Linked DNA regions of Anser cygnoides: region 2 is linked to region 1. The links are chromatin contacts, called in public Hi-C maps. All regions are on one chromosome and are shown on one strand. Each heading gives the region's core, a stretch centred on a gene start, on an enhancer-like site or on the middle of the called end of the contact. The rest is flanking DNA. Distances are from core to core; before and after follow the strand shown. Region 1 overlaps MTSS1 (MTSS I-BAR domain containing 1). Region 2 holds the start of MTSS1 (MTSS I-BAR domain containing 1).

Region 1 (6,119 bases), core at 1,450-3,949:
AGCACTGAAGAGGATAAGCGAGGTGATCTGAACTCACAAGGCACCAGCTCTCACCAAGCATTTGCTGCTGGGGGTGCTGCTCGGCGTGCCGTGCACAGCATAAATCCCTCCTGAACGGCACCTACGTTATGAGCTCAACTTGCCCCAAAGCAGCCCTGGGGAACACGATTGCTAGAAATGGCTATGAAAACAAAGGATTGCTGTTCCTCTGCAAAAATCACTATTGGTTACAATCAAGTGTGCTAACGAACAAAAAACACGGGCGGAGAGGGACAGAACAAGGGGGAATGGTTTTAAACTTGAAGAGGGTAGATTTAGATTAGGTATATGGAAGAAATTCTTCGCTCAGAGGGTGGTGAGGCCCTGGCACAGGCTGCCCAGAGAAGCTGTGGGTGCCCCATCCCTGGAGGTGCTCAAGGCCAGGCTGGATGGGGCTTTGGGCAGCCTGGGCTGGTGGGAGGTGTCCCTGCCCAGGGCAGGGGGTTGGAACCAGCCGGGCTTTAAGGTCCCTTCCAACCTAAATAATTCAGTGGTTCTATGAAAAAAACAAACCGTGTTTGGCCATCCTGGAAACGAGATTTCTGCAGTCCCGCAAATTTTCAGAATAAGGCTCGCAGAGAAGGCACGTCCCCTGTAGAGGCTTCCCAGCCACCCTCTGTGCTCCTCCTGCTATGGGACCGTTTAGTTTTCACGCAGGCTCTCGCCACAACAATTGCGATGCTGTTCGACGCAGACAGTAGCGAGCTTTGTTTTTATTCCTCGGGGCCGTCTCATTCGCAGCCTGCTGCCATCTCACACGGCGACAGGCAGCTAATGGGCACGCCGTGAAGCCAGCCGCGGCGGGGGCAGGCGCCCTGAAAGCCGCAGCACCAGGGAGTGGGGCTGCATCGAGCCGCTGTGTGCTTCCAATTCCCATTTGAAAGCTGATGTTCAATGTTCCCGGAGTCTATTTAAGTGTAGGAGATGGAAACCTCGGCAAGGGGCTTTTCAATGTAGGCGCTCTTTGGATCCGCAGAGGCAGGAACCATGTCCAGGTGTCCCTGTGCACCTCCACAGTTGTGACAGCCCAGAGCCTTCGGATCACCTCTGGCAGGGTTTCTGAATGCTCAAACAGCAGCAGCAGCCTTTCAAAGTCTCACCTCCTCAGATATAACTAACCATTGCGTTCTGGGGGGCTTCAAGCAGTCCCCTGTTAAAAATCAGGCCCTAGACTGAAGGAAGTGCAGTGCAGGCCCACCTCCCTCGCTTGAAACACACCGCTCCGCTTCAACGTACTGAAGCACGCCGACGGCACCGCAGTTAAACAGAGCTTTACCTCACCGTTCCCAACCCTGTTATCTGCAAAGAATTAAAATGCTTCCTGAGAAGGCAAAAAATGGGAACTGCAGGCCTCTCGCCACACCATGATATACGAGTGCCGGGCCCATTTCCGAAGCGTTCAGCTGCCCGTGCAGGATCACGTGCAGCGCACAGGGTTTATCTCAACCCACACGGCACCAATGCTCCCGTTTTCGGAGGGCCAGGATCAGCTGGCTACATAATTGGCAGAAGGAAACCATTTTGTACCACTGCAGCAGTTTGAAAATGTCCAAACATAATGAGGGAGGGTGGTTTGGACTTGCTTTTACCCAGTTCCAGCCAGCCAGCCCTGGTGAGCGCGAGTAACATATGCTTTCTATAAATTATCACTCGGCATTTACAGTGGTGGTTAGCTTGCAGAATGAAAGGGTTGCCAACCCGCACACTCTACAAACAGCGACTGACCTTACAAGCAGCATTAATGTGTGCACGAATCCTGATATTGGATGTGCAGCTTGGTATTCAAGCACAAGACAAAAGAGTTCTCAAAATCCAGTACGATGTTTATTGCCAGAGCTGTAAGAAACCTGCCTCAGCCTCCAAACTCCTTAATGGCTTATCTTAGAAAATGGGTCCAGCAGCAACCAATTGCCCACTTACTCAAGGATAGAGCCATGAAATAGGCAGCAAGCCAAGCAGAGATAACTCGTGCTATCAACACAGACCCGGTGGCCAACAGAGCACCTGGAACAGCACTGCATCAGGAGTGGGCTAAAAGTACAGCCCGTCTCCACGCTGCTTACAGGCAGGTCCCTGGCAAAAATTCATGACGTTTTCCAGTAGTTACAATTTCCTGAAGATAAACACAGAGGCCAGATTAGCAGACTTTTCATCAAATCAGAAGTATTATGGGTGGGTGACCTGGGCTCTATTCACTGCCCTGCAGCTATTCAAGTTAAATTACTGTGCTTTGGGCTCTCCGTTTATAAAATGAGGCTATGAATTATCTGCTTCTCTGACATCTACAATAACTCATCCATTAAGGCAAACAATGCTTGGGAACGGTGTAAAGTAATACTTTGAAACTGGAGACCAGAGCCGTATTCATCAGGTTTCCCACTCAGAGAAAGTGACTTAACAAAACGCTCCTGCCAAATTTGATCAGAAAGTGGGTGATAACATCAGACGTTTCTCATAAGTAAAAGGCAGCTCTGCAAGGCAAACATGCTTTTGCTCTCACTTTCCCTGTTTTTCCTACTCCTGCCTAAGCCTGTGAAAGACCAAAAACCGTCTTCATGTAAGATAATTAAACGAAAGCCTGTGGACCATGGCACTACAATGAGGCCACTATAAAGGCATAAATGATTTTCTTTGACGCGTGCTTGTCATTCAACGTTGCAGAGAGACAACAGGGAGAGACTGTAGCGAAGAGACTCAATTGTTTTATTAGAATCATTATGTTTGTACTTAATAATGATCATAGACCAAGGAAATGACTATTTGATGAAATGTGCAGCTGTACGACTGCACAGCCTCTGTGTACGCCAAACAACTCCCTACAATCGACCTCTTATCTTCCTCCTCTTGCTTCACTGTTGAGCAACCCCAGCAGGCTCACAAGATGACTGCCTTTCAGGAAGCGCCTTTAAGGCTCCAACTTATTAACCAGCTCATCTTTATCTTCCAGGGCACAGTCCAAATGTGCCAGCCATTTCCCTCTCCTCCAAAAAGGAGAGGATGATGAAAAACGGGTGTAATACTTTTGCCATTTCAAAGTTATCGGAAGAGGCTTCCATTAAGATTAAAGCAGGAGCTGAACAGAGGCGAGATTATTAAATACACCTCCAAGCACAGAGGCTATGACAGGAAGACTAACAGTAGGACATTCAGGCTAATGGTCATTACTCAACCCTTATACAAACTCACGCTGTTAGAAGAGCAAGCAGTTTCCATCACTGATTACAGAGGGCATGGACCTTGATCTTGCACAACTGTTTATGCAGATGCCTCGATGAAACCCAAGGATGACGGGATCGGTGCCAGGGTGTCACAGCAGACAGGGAAAAAAAGGAGGGCTTTTGCCTAAAAGTGATCAGCACAGGGGTTGTAAGCAGCGTCACCGGGACAGAAACCTAAAATGGGAGCTACGGTAGCACTTCATGTTTCAGTGAGCCAGTGGCTTCCAGGTAAGGCTTTTAAGTTGGAAAAACGGACCAAGAACTGCAGACAACAGAGTGATGCTGTTCAGCATCTGCCATGCAGGAAAAGAAAACAGGACACCTTTATTCCTACAACTAAAAGCCTTTCTGAGCAGCACTTGGCAAAGTCTTGAAGGTTGCTGCTCAAAACCAGCTTAAAAAAAAAATCATTTCCTGAAGTATTTCAAAAAAAAGCTTCAATTCAGACATATTTCAGAGAAGACTGGATCTACAAATGTAGAGTCAAGGTCAAAGTCACCTCGATTTTTTTTTTAGGAGTAACTGAATTTAATAAAAGTGAAAAGCTGTGGCAGACCATTGTCATGTACCGCAGCTCTGTCATTGTCACTGCAAGGAAAAGACTGCTTGCAGTGTTTTGCAGGCTTCTGCAGAGTGCTCTTTTGGGTATGCCACTTGGAAAACCTATTTATAGAAGCCTGATATGAACTTGTCACGTTAGCTAGGAGTCCACGTAGACCAGATGATCCTGAGAAGAAAATCTATGAGGTAGTTTTTCTCTTTTGAAGAGACACTAGCATTTGTTCACAGGTGAGACTAGCAGGATCTGAAATTGCATTTGCATTGATTTTAACGGAGGAAGAAGCAGCTTGAGGCAGCACAGAAGGCAAAAGGAATATCCCTAGCACACAGCCTGCCCTGGCAACCACCAGTTTTAGGAAGTCCTGAGAACAGCCCCTGACCACGTTCCCGTCAGTACACTAAAGGATGTGCACAAAAGCTCTTATGGCTTCTTCTGGTCTAGCTCATTCCTCTGCTCAGCAGCATTTCTGCCTGCCCCAGCTGTTCTCCCAGCAGGGCACACAGGGCAAAGCCCAGCCCCATGGGAGTTAACGCGAGGGCTGCCATTACACAAGCAGGGCCAGCACTGCACCCGTGCACACAGAGTTCACTGCACAGGCTCTTCTCAGCCCCCCGGGCACATTAAATACGGTCACAGACCAGCCCTGCTATCATCTTTGGGCAATTTGGGTTCAGTCAGCCTTCAAGGCACGCAGAGAAGCTCACGTGTTGCCCTCCGCTTTTAAAAAGGGCTTACCACACATGCAAGAGGCTGGAAATGCTTTGGGGAGCTTTACATCAAGTTATTGCAGGATGTAGCGATCTGAATTTGGAGAAATTAGTGAGCCTGTCACCAATTCACCAACTTCCAAGATACAAGATGCATCACTGAACTGTGACATCGTACTGGAGAGCAGGAACGGTCCATGCAGAAGGGCTCCTCTGTTACTAAATCTGGAGATTTCTTTCAGGAAATCCCTCTCTCCTTGCAGGTGCTTGTTGCTAGTTTTTCTGAATGCAAAGTTCCACTGCCAGGTTTTAATGCCACAAAAATACAGCATCATTAGAAACAGATTTGCTTAGAAGAGCAAATACCACACTTGTGTTTTCCAAGGACTATTATTTACATTTATTTTTTGGAATACAAATAATTTCCACATTGAAAACTAGAGGGTCTAGTCAACATCTGTATTCCCAACAAAGCTGTGGCCGATATTATTGTCCATACCTTTTCCCCGTTACTTTTCTAACGTACAGCCAATCTCATTTCTGAAGTCACCCTGTGAACAGCTACGTACATCTGACAGCCTTACCCTGAGCAGACCCAACTGCGTTATGCCAAACGCTACACCCACTAACGGCTTCAGGGAGGCAGGCAACGTGAGTCATCAACCTCAAACTCTCTCCAAAAAACCGTGTGTGCTAATAAAAAGGCCTCTTTATAATGAAAAGGGGATTCCTGAAGCTGCTGAAGAACACGAGGCCAAGCCCGTGTGCCGTTTCGTTCTCATCTTGCTGGCAGCAGCCGGACCCGAGGCACAGGCTGGGCTGGGTCTGAGGAAAAGAGGCAGGGATGCTCGGCTCGCTGCACCCAGAAGATGCTCACTGTGTGCTCCAGATGGCCAGAAGATGAAGGCTCAGTTCAAACCTTTTAGACAGCCAGACCCATTGATCTCAGTACCTTCATGAATCCGACTCTAAATGAACATTTAATGTCAGCGCGACGTGTGAAGAAGGCAGTAATTCAAAATCCCTGTGTTTTTCTGAAGTACAGCTCTTTATTTCGTCTGGGCGAAGCTATGAACTGCAATGTAATCTGATTAGACTGCAGCAACATTCAATGAGGGGAAGGGATAATACACTTACAGCAAATGGGCTGGAACACCAAGCGCAATTCCACCGCGCGCTCACATCACGCGCGCTGTGCTGCTGAACCTGCAGCCTCCACCGAGACCACGAGGAGCCGACGTCTTTCTTCCCTTTGAGTTGAGCTGTCAGCCCGGCAAACACCTCTGGCTCCAGAAGTCAAAAGCTCCTTCGCTCAGGTCTCCCAACCACCTGTGCTGCCGACGGCAGCCCAGCCAGGATTTATTTCAGCTACGGCCAAATGGCTGCTGCCTCCAAAACACAAAATGAAGCGCGACCGGGACAAGCAGGTGCAAAAAGCAGAAGAAAAAAAAAGTATTTTTAAATCCAAGTCAGCAGATCTAACTGAAACCCCACAGCAAGCAGATCTGCAGAACAAGGCAGTGCTATTTTTACACTGCTGTCACTTCTTCCAGCAGAGCACGACTTGGTGAACGGAGGGGAGGATCACGGAAG
Region 2 (6,477 bases), core at 3,818-6,317, 85 kb after region 1:
CGGGCTTCAAATAAAGCACAGCTGCAGAAGAGCTGTCGTATCGCTACACGTCAGGGGAAAGCAGATCTGCCCGGATTCCCCTTTACACACAGGCTGTCCCTTGGATTAACGTGGACACTGAGGGCCTGCAGCTGTACTTGCCGTAGGAACAGCCTCGACGTTTCTATCTGCTCCAGGAAGCGTTTATTTATTTATTTTGACTCACTTCGTATTACTGGTGTGACTAGCACAAGGCCATCCCTCACAAGCAAATCGTGCCTTACTTAACAAATGGCTCCTAATCCTTGCTGTGACCACCCCCGGCTCCATCTTCCGCAAAAAAAAAGCGAGATTAAAAGGCTGCTTCTCACCACTCACATCCTAACGGGAGATAAGAGGCTGCAAAAACATAAATATTTCTCATGCCCATATGCTCACTCCTTTCTCCTCGGATGGAAAGCAAGGCTGGGAGCCGTGCACGGCTGAAGGCGAAGGCACGCTGCCTTCTCATCCCAGGGAGCCCCACCAGCAGCAAGGGAGGGAAGCATTCGCCTCCTTTATAGGATTAAAGCAGAAGTTACCACCGAAAGCAAAATGTTGATTTTATTGAGATTTCAGTTAAGAGATCACAAATGAGGCACACACACCTGGAAAAAAAATGTGTGTTTTTTTTTTTTTTTCTTCTAAAATGTCACTCATCCTCTGGGAACCTTCTGATTTTGTTCACCGAGAGGTCAAAGTCCCCCTCGTACCTGCACATCCACCGCACGTGGGGAAGATGACTGAAACCAAATGGTAAGCCTCACAGGACCCATAAAAACGTTGTAAATTCTCTCACTCGCTACAACTGAAGTCACGGACAACCAGCGTTGGTCCAGCTGCTCTTTACCCACATTCCCCCTACACCTACCCCACGGTGATGGGCGCTGCGCACATACAGCAAGCCCCTGCCTCACCTAAACACGCGCTGGCAAAAGAGACAAATACAGAACAAACGAAAACAAGCAACGTGAAGCAAGGGATGAGCTACACAGGTTTAATTTCAGTGTTTTCAGATGGGTTTTCTTGTCCTCCTTTTTCCATCAAGCAAGCAGAGAGCGATTAAAAGGAACACAGAATTAGGACTCACAGGGAACAGCGGCATTAAAGAGAAGTTGTCTTCTCATGTGCAGATCAAATCTTTTGAAACCCGCACGCAACAGGCCCTCCCAAAAATCATCTGCCGAGCTTTGCTTCGCAGCGCGAGAAATATTGAAATCAGCAGCGTATTATGGCACCTCATTTCTCGACTGCCAGAAACGAGTTACAAACCGGTCAGATCAAATGCTCCCTTCCCGCGGGGAGCCACAGAAAGTACGCCGCGTTCAAAGAGAAACCGCACGGCGTTTGAATACGGCACACACAAGTACTCCTCCAACGGGACACACACGCTTTATTTTTTTTTCTTTTATAAACTTTTATCACTTTGGAAGAGATTATGCATAAGAATATAACAAATTCTAAGCGCCACATGCTCAACGGTGCCATCATAGGAAGCATCAGGGCTGCGGCAATGGACAAAACCTGAAGGATGGGCTGGGCTTTTCAGGCTTCACGGTTCTTTAATCAGATCTTGAAACCCCCGAGCATCAAAACCCAGTTCTAGAGCATGGTGGCCAAGCACAACCCAACGTGGACTTTCCACAACCAACTCTGTTACCATGTACACCTACACACTACTCAACAAACATGACTCTCATTTTGCGTGGAAAATATGAAATACGGACTTCCCTTATCAGGTCACTGGAGTTGCATGTGTGCATTAAAATGCTGTGTAAGAACGGATTGGAAAAATCCCACTTACGTTTAACTCGGTAACCTCGTTTCTCTAAATCACACAGCTTTACACTGTTTTTTATTTCGGAGCTTTTTTGGTTGAGTATTAATCACCGAACTATTTTTGGCAGAAGATGAAGAAAAATTCAGGGCTTCTGGAGAAGCCATCAACGGTGGCTCATCCTCAGCCACCAAGAGATAATCCTGCTATCAAAACCTGTGACACACCGGTTACGTTTGCATATATCGCCCTCATTAAGTTTCAAAGTTAACACAGCACTGAGGCAACCAGAAAGAAGCAATCCCATCGCTCAGGATTGCGATTCCTGTTTCTGTAACCTTGTTGACATCAAGGAGAGCTCAAAGTTAACCACGGGTACACCTGAGCTCGTCCGCTATTAGCGCACAAAGACTAAAATCTGTCTGTATGGGCCGTATCCTCATCACCTTGGCTGCAGCACCTATCTGCAGCCACTGGCAAAACTTCAGAGCAATTTCAGGGTATCGGCGATTAACCCTACTGCCTTCACAGCTAAGCTGAAGGCAGAGCAATATGATAAAAAAGAACCTGCAAGTTATTTAGTTAAAAAAGGCGAATGCTGCAGCAGATCCCTCAGCACTGCGGGGCGTTTGGGGCCTTGATCTCCGCCTGCAACGAGAGCCAGGCACAGATAGTGCACGGGGGTGTGTGGGCAGACCCCCACACGAAGTCTCAAAGATCCTGCCAGAAGCCTGCCCACACAGACCTGACTACGTGAAGCAGCACTTCAATTGCTAATTTTCACTCTACTACCGAAGGTATGATTAGCTGAAAGGTTCTGGTTAGCTGTCAAAATTACCTACTTTTTTTTTTCCCCCCCGAGAAATCGTCACAATCCTTTGTGCACAAATCACAAAGAACCCTCGTGCGTCTCATCAGCTGCACTAAATTGAAGCCCAGGTAAGAAATTATTTGTTCCACTCATGTTAAATAACAAGCACATTTTTTTTAACCGTAACATCCACCACGCTGCTAAGGATCCGGTGTGATTTTTCCCAAACCTCCCCCCCGCAGTAATCTCCGGTTCACAAAACAGGTTCCACTGCTATGGAGGATTAAAATAAAAAATTCACACCTGTGCCCATCTCCATACGCTCATGTCAACATGTTTCTGAGGAGCAGCATTCCCATGCAAGCACCAGTGTGTAAGAAAATATATAAATAAATCAACACAGCAAGGGTCTATGTGCTTAAGAGCAAGGGAAACCAAACGTAACACTTGTGGAAAGAAGCCAGGAACGAACACCCTCGAGCTGGATCCCCAAACTGCACTTTGTGGGGAACGGAAAGCTCCTGCGTGTTCCCTGCAAACGATCCTGGGGTTTAGGATCGTATCCTGTCCTGGGCGGGTGCTGTTGGTTTATTTTAAGGTGGAATTGTTCTTCAAAATAGAAGGGGGCTGACAGCATGAGGAGCGCGGCCGCGAGGACTGCAGCATTGTCTTGACAGATCCCCGCACGCACGCCCCCTCCTCCCCGCAACCCGCCTGCTCTCGGCGAGCCACGCTTCTCATCGAGCACCTCCCACGATCTGCTCGGAGGGAATCGTGCGCGAAACCCCCCGCCAAAAAAAATAACTTCTCGGGCAAACGGCATCTCCTCCCCGAAACCACGCCAGGAGCCGTCCACCTGCGCCCAGGCTCCCTGTGGGAGCAGCTCCCGTCCTCCTTCCAGCATCGCTTCTCCCGCAGCCCTCCCGGCTCCTTGGCGGCAGATCCCTTGCTCCCACCCCAATACCCGGGTTGGAGGCACGCGGTCCCCGCTGCCCCCAAACCGCCACGCTCGCCCCATCGCCCTCCACATCTCCAGGCCACCGCGTCCTTCGCGGGCGGGCCCGGAGGAAGACAAGCTGCCCTTGTCCGGGGGAACACTGCAGTATTCTGCAGTACTCCGGCGCTGCGAGCCGCGGGGCTCCGGGGAGGGCACGGGCGGCACGACGCAGGAGAGCTTTTGGGCTATTTGTCCCCACGAGCCAAGGGCGGGAGGCGTCCGCTCGGCCGAAGCGAACCCTGCGGAGATGCCAAGGGTGTTTTCGGAGCCGCTCGCGTGGGTCTGCGCAGAGCTTTCTGGTGGCTGGCGGCGGTGAGGAGGCACCTGGGAACTCGAGACCTTGGCGTGCACGCACACGAAGCGCCAAGTACCCCCTCGGTGAGCACACGCCGTGCCAAAATAACGCCCCGTCGCTGATTTTTAACCCGGGAGCACGTCAACTTCTGAGCATCTCCCCCAGGGCCGGGGATGTTTTTACCTCGCGTCCCCCAAACCCGACCCGACCCCACCCCACGGCACCGCGCGGCTCCTCCGCATCGCTGCCCGCCACCCCCAAAGATAATGAAAAATAAAAGGCGGAGGAGGAAAAAATGGGGGGAAAAATATACATATTGTCGTTTTTTCGATCTCATGGGCTTGGAAAAAACCTGCCCAAGGTGCAAGCTAACAGCTTGCACGCCCCAGCAAGGAGGGGGGGGGGGGCCTGCGAAAGCCCCCCCCAAGCCCCCAGAGCAGGGGGTGCGATGCAGGTCCCCCCCCCCCCGCTGCCGTGAGCTTCCCTGGGCGCCGTGCCCGGGCTGTGGGGGGGGTCCCCAGCACCTGCCCCCCGGCCCTCCCCGCCGCCGCTCACCTTCATGTCGCTGATGATGGTCTGGAAGAGCCCTCCGAGCGCGCTACATTCCTTCTCGATCACAGCCTCCATTTTCCTCGCCCGAGCGCACACGGGAGGAGGCACGAAGCGCTGCGACCCCCCCCAGCAGGCTGCGGAAAGCAGCGAGCCTCCCCCTTCTCCCACCTCACCCACTAGATACAGGGGGCAGCTGCGGGCGGCGAGAGGGGGGAAATAAATTAAAAAAAAAAACTCAAGCGCTAAATGCCCACGCCTCTAAGCATTTAAAACAGGGGGAAAAAGGGCGAAACCCCCCCGAAGCGGCGGTGCCCCTCTCCTAAGCGCAGCTCCCAGCCCCGCCGAGCAGCACCCGGGGGCCGCCAGCCCAGGCGGCGCCGAGCTCCCGCAGCCGGGCAGCGCCGCCATCCATCGCCGGCCGGAGGAAAAAACGCAGAGAAAAAAAAAAAGGGGGGAGAGAAAAAAAAAATTAGATTTGGAGAGAGAGGGGGAAAAAAATGGGAGAGGAGACGGCGCGGGGCGAGGGATCTGGCAGCACGAAGGGAGCAGGCTGCAGCAGAGCCGCTGCCTGGCTGCTACGGGAGCAAGCCCACCGCTCCCTCCTCCTCCTCCTTTTTTTTCTCCTCCTCCTTTTTTTTTTTTTTTTTTCTTTCTCCTCCTCCTCGTCCTCTCCCAGCCCGTCCCCGCCCCGCCCGCTCGGCCCCGCGCCTCCCCCGGGCTCGGAAGGTCGCGGGTTCGCGTCCCGCCGCCGCCAAGCTCTGGCTCAGAGGAGGGAAGGGTTTTCCCTCTGCTATCTGTTGTAGTTTTTCCAAACTTGGGGTGTTTGGGGGGAAAAAATGTTGAAAGCGCTGCCCACCTGTTTAGAAAATGGCAGGTGGAATGGGTCAGCAGAAATACAAGCAGCTGGAAATACAGCCCTGGCCTAGTGCAAGCACCAGCAGCTTTGAGCACAGGCCTGTTGTTTGCTCATCCTGCCCCACAAACACAACGCTGTTTAGGAGTGTTAGTGCAGACTGCATGAAACATAGCCTTTTAAAAATAATTTTACTTTTCAAATTCTCTGTGTCGAATCCTCAACTTTGCAAAACATGGAGGTTAAAATTCTCCATTCATACACACACACATATGGAATCACAGAATCGCAGAATCACAGAATCGAGGGGGCTGGAAGGGACCTCGAGAGATCATCGGGTCCAACCCCCCTGCCAGAGCAGGTTCCCTAGAGCAGGCTGCCCAGGTAGGCGTCCAGACGGGCCTTGAATATCTCCAGAGAAGGAGACCCCACAACCTCCCTGGGCAGCCTGTCCCAGTGCTCCGTCACCCTCACCGTGAAGAAGTTCTTTCGCATGTTGGTGCGGAGCTTCCTGTGCTCCATTTTGTGGCCGTTGCCCCTTGTTGAGAAGTTGAGGTCACGCAAACCTCGTGAAAAAAATAAATAAAATGTGTGTGCTAAATCTGATAACATCAGAGGTGTACCACAAACACACCGAGGGCTGTGAGACTCTTCATGGCACCAAAATTAAGTGCGTGCCCACCGGTTTCAGGGAGCTGAGGCCTACGGCCCCCCTTGCTGCTGACCCCAGCGGAAGGGCAGGCTGTGTTACCACAGCGTTTAATGAGAGCCAGGTGGAGAGGCAGGAAAATATAAAATATATCGTAAAGTGAGGTGTTTTTTTTTTTTTTTTCTGTCTCCATCTATACAGGCACATGCAGGTACATGTGCAGCCAGTAACTGAGGTGGAAATTTTGAAATCTGAGTATTACAATTAAAATGATATTAAGGTTATTTATCTCTTGTTCTCTGTTATTATTATTTATCATCTATTTAATTCCAGCCTGAGAAGAGTTAGAGCTGCGCACCATCACGTTTTGCTTCACATTTCAGACAGGGCTTAGGCACAAGCACAGGATGGATTACAGTCCCTGTGTTAATTTAGCAGCGATGAAAAACGCCGGACAGGTGCCATGCCTGCAGAGCCATTTTCCCTCTTCTCTTTCCACTTCACACGGGTGGGAGGCACCCCTGC

The links. Hi-C and Micro-C count contacts between places; a contact is called where the count stands out from the background.
Region 2: a Hi-C map of liver shows a contact between it and region 1, with 2.1 times the contacts expected there. The contact joins the promoter of MTSS1 here to the enhancer-like site in region 1. A contact is called at or near these places in 5 of 7 Hi-C or Micro-C datasets (fetal liver, granulosa cells and liver).

Annotation. Positions count from the first base shown.
Region 1 is chr2:151,944,687-151,950,805 of Taihu_goose_T2T_genome, forward strand. All of the region lies in intron 4 of MTSS1 (MTSS I-BAR domain containing 1), which reads right to left. Among named protein-coding and RNA genes, the nearest start is that of TATDN1, 47 kb to the left of the region's middle. Within about 2 kb of position 2,700, at least 2 of the 3 cell types and tissues checked have open chromatin away from gene starts, as enhancers often do. A contact at or near this core is called in fetal liver and liver, where this site is marked.
Region 2 is chr2:152,027,536-152,034,012 of Taihu_goose_T2T_genome, forward strand. MTSS1 (MTSS I-BAR domain containing 1) reads right to left here and starts at 5,068. Exons shown (of 16, transcript XM_066990728.1): 1 at 4,454-5,068. The coding sequence starts at 4,525.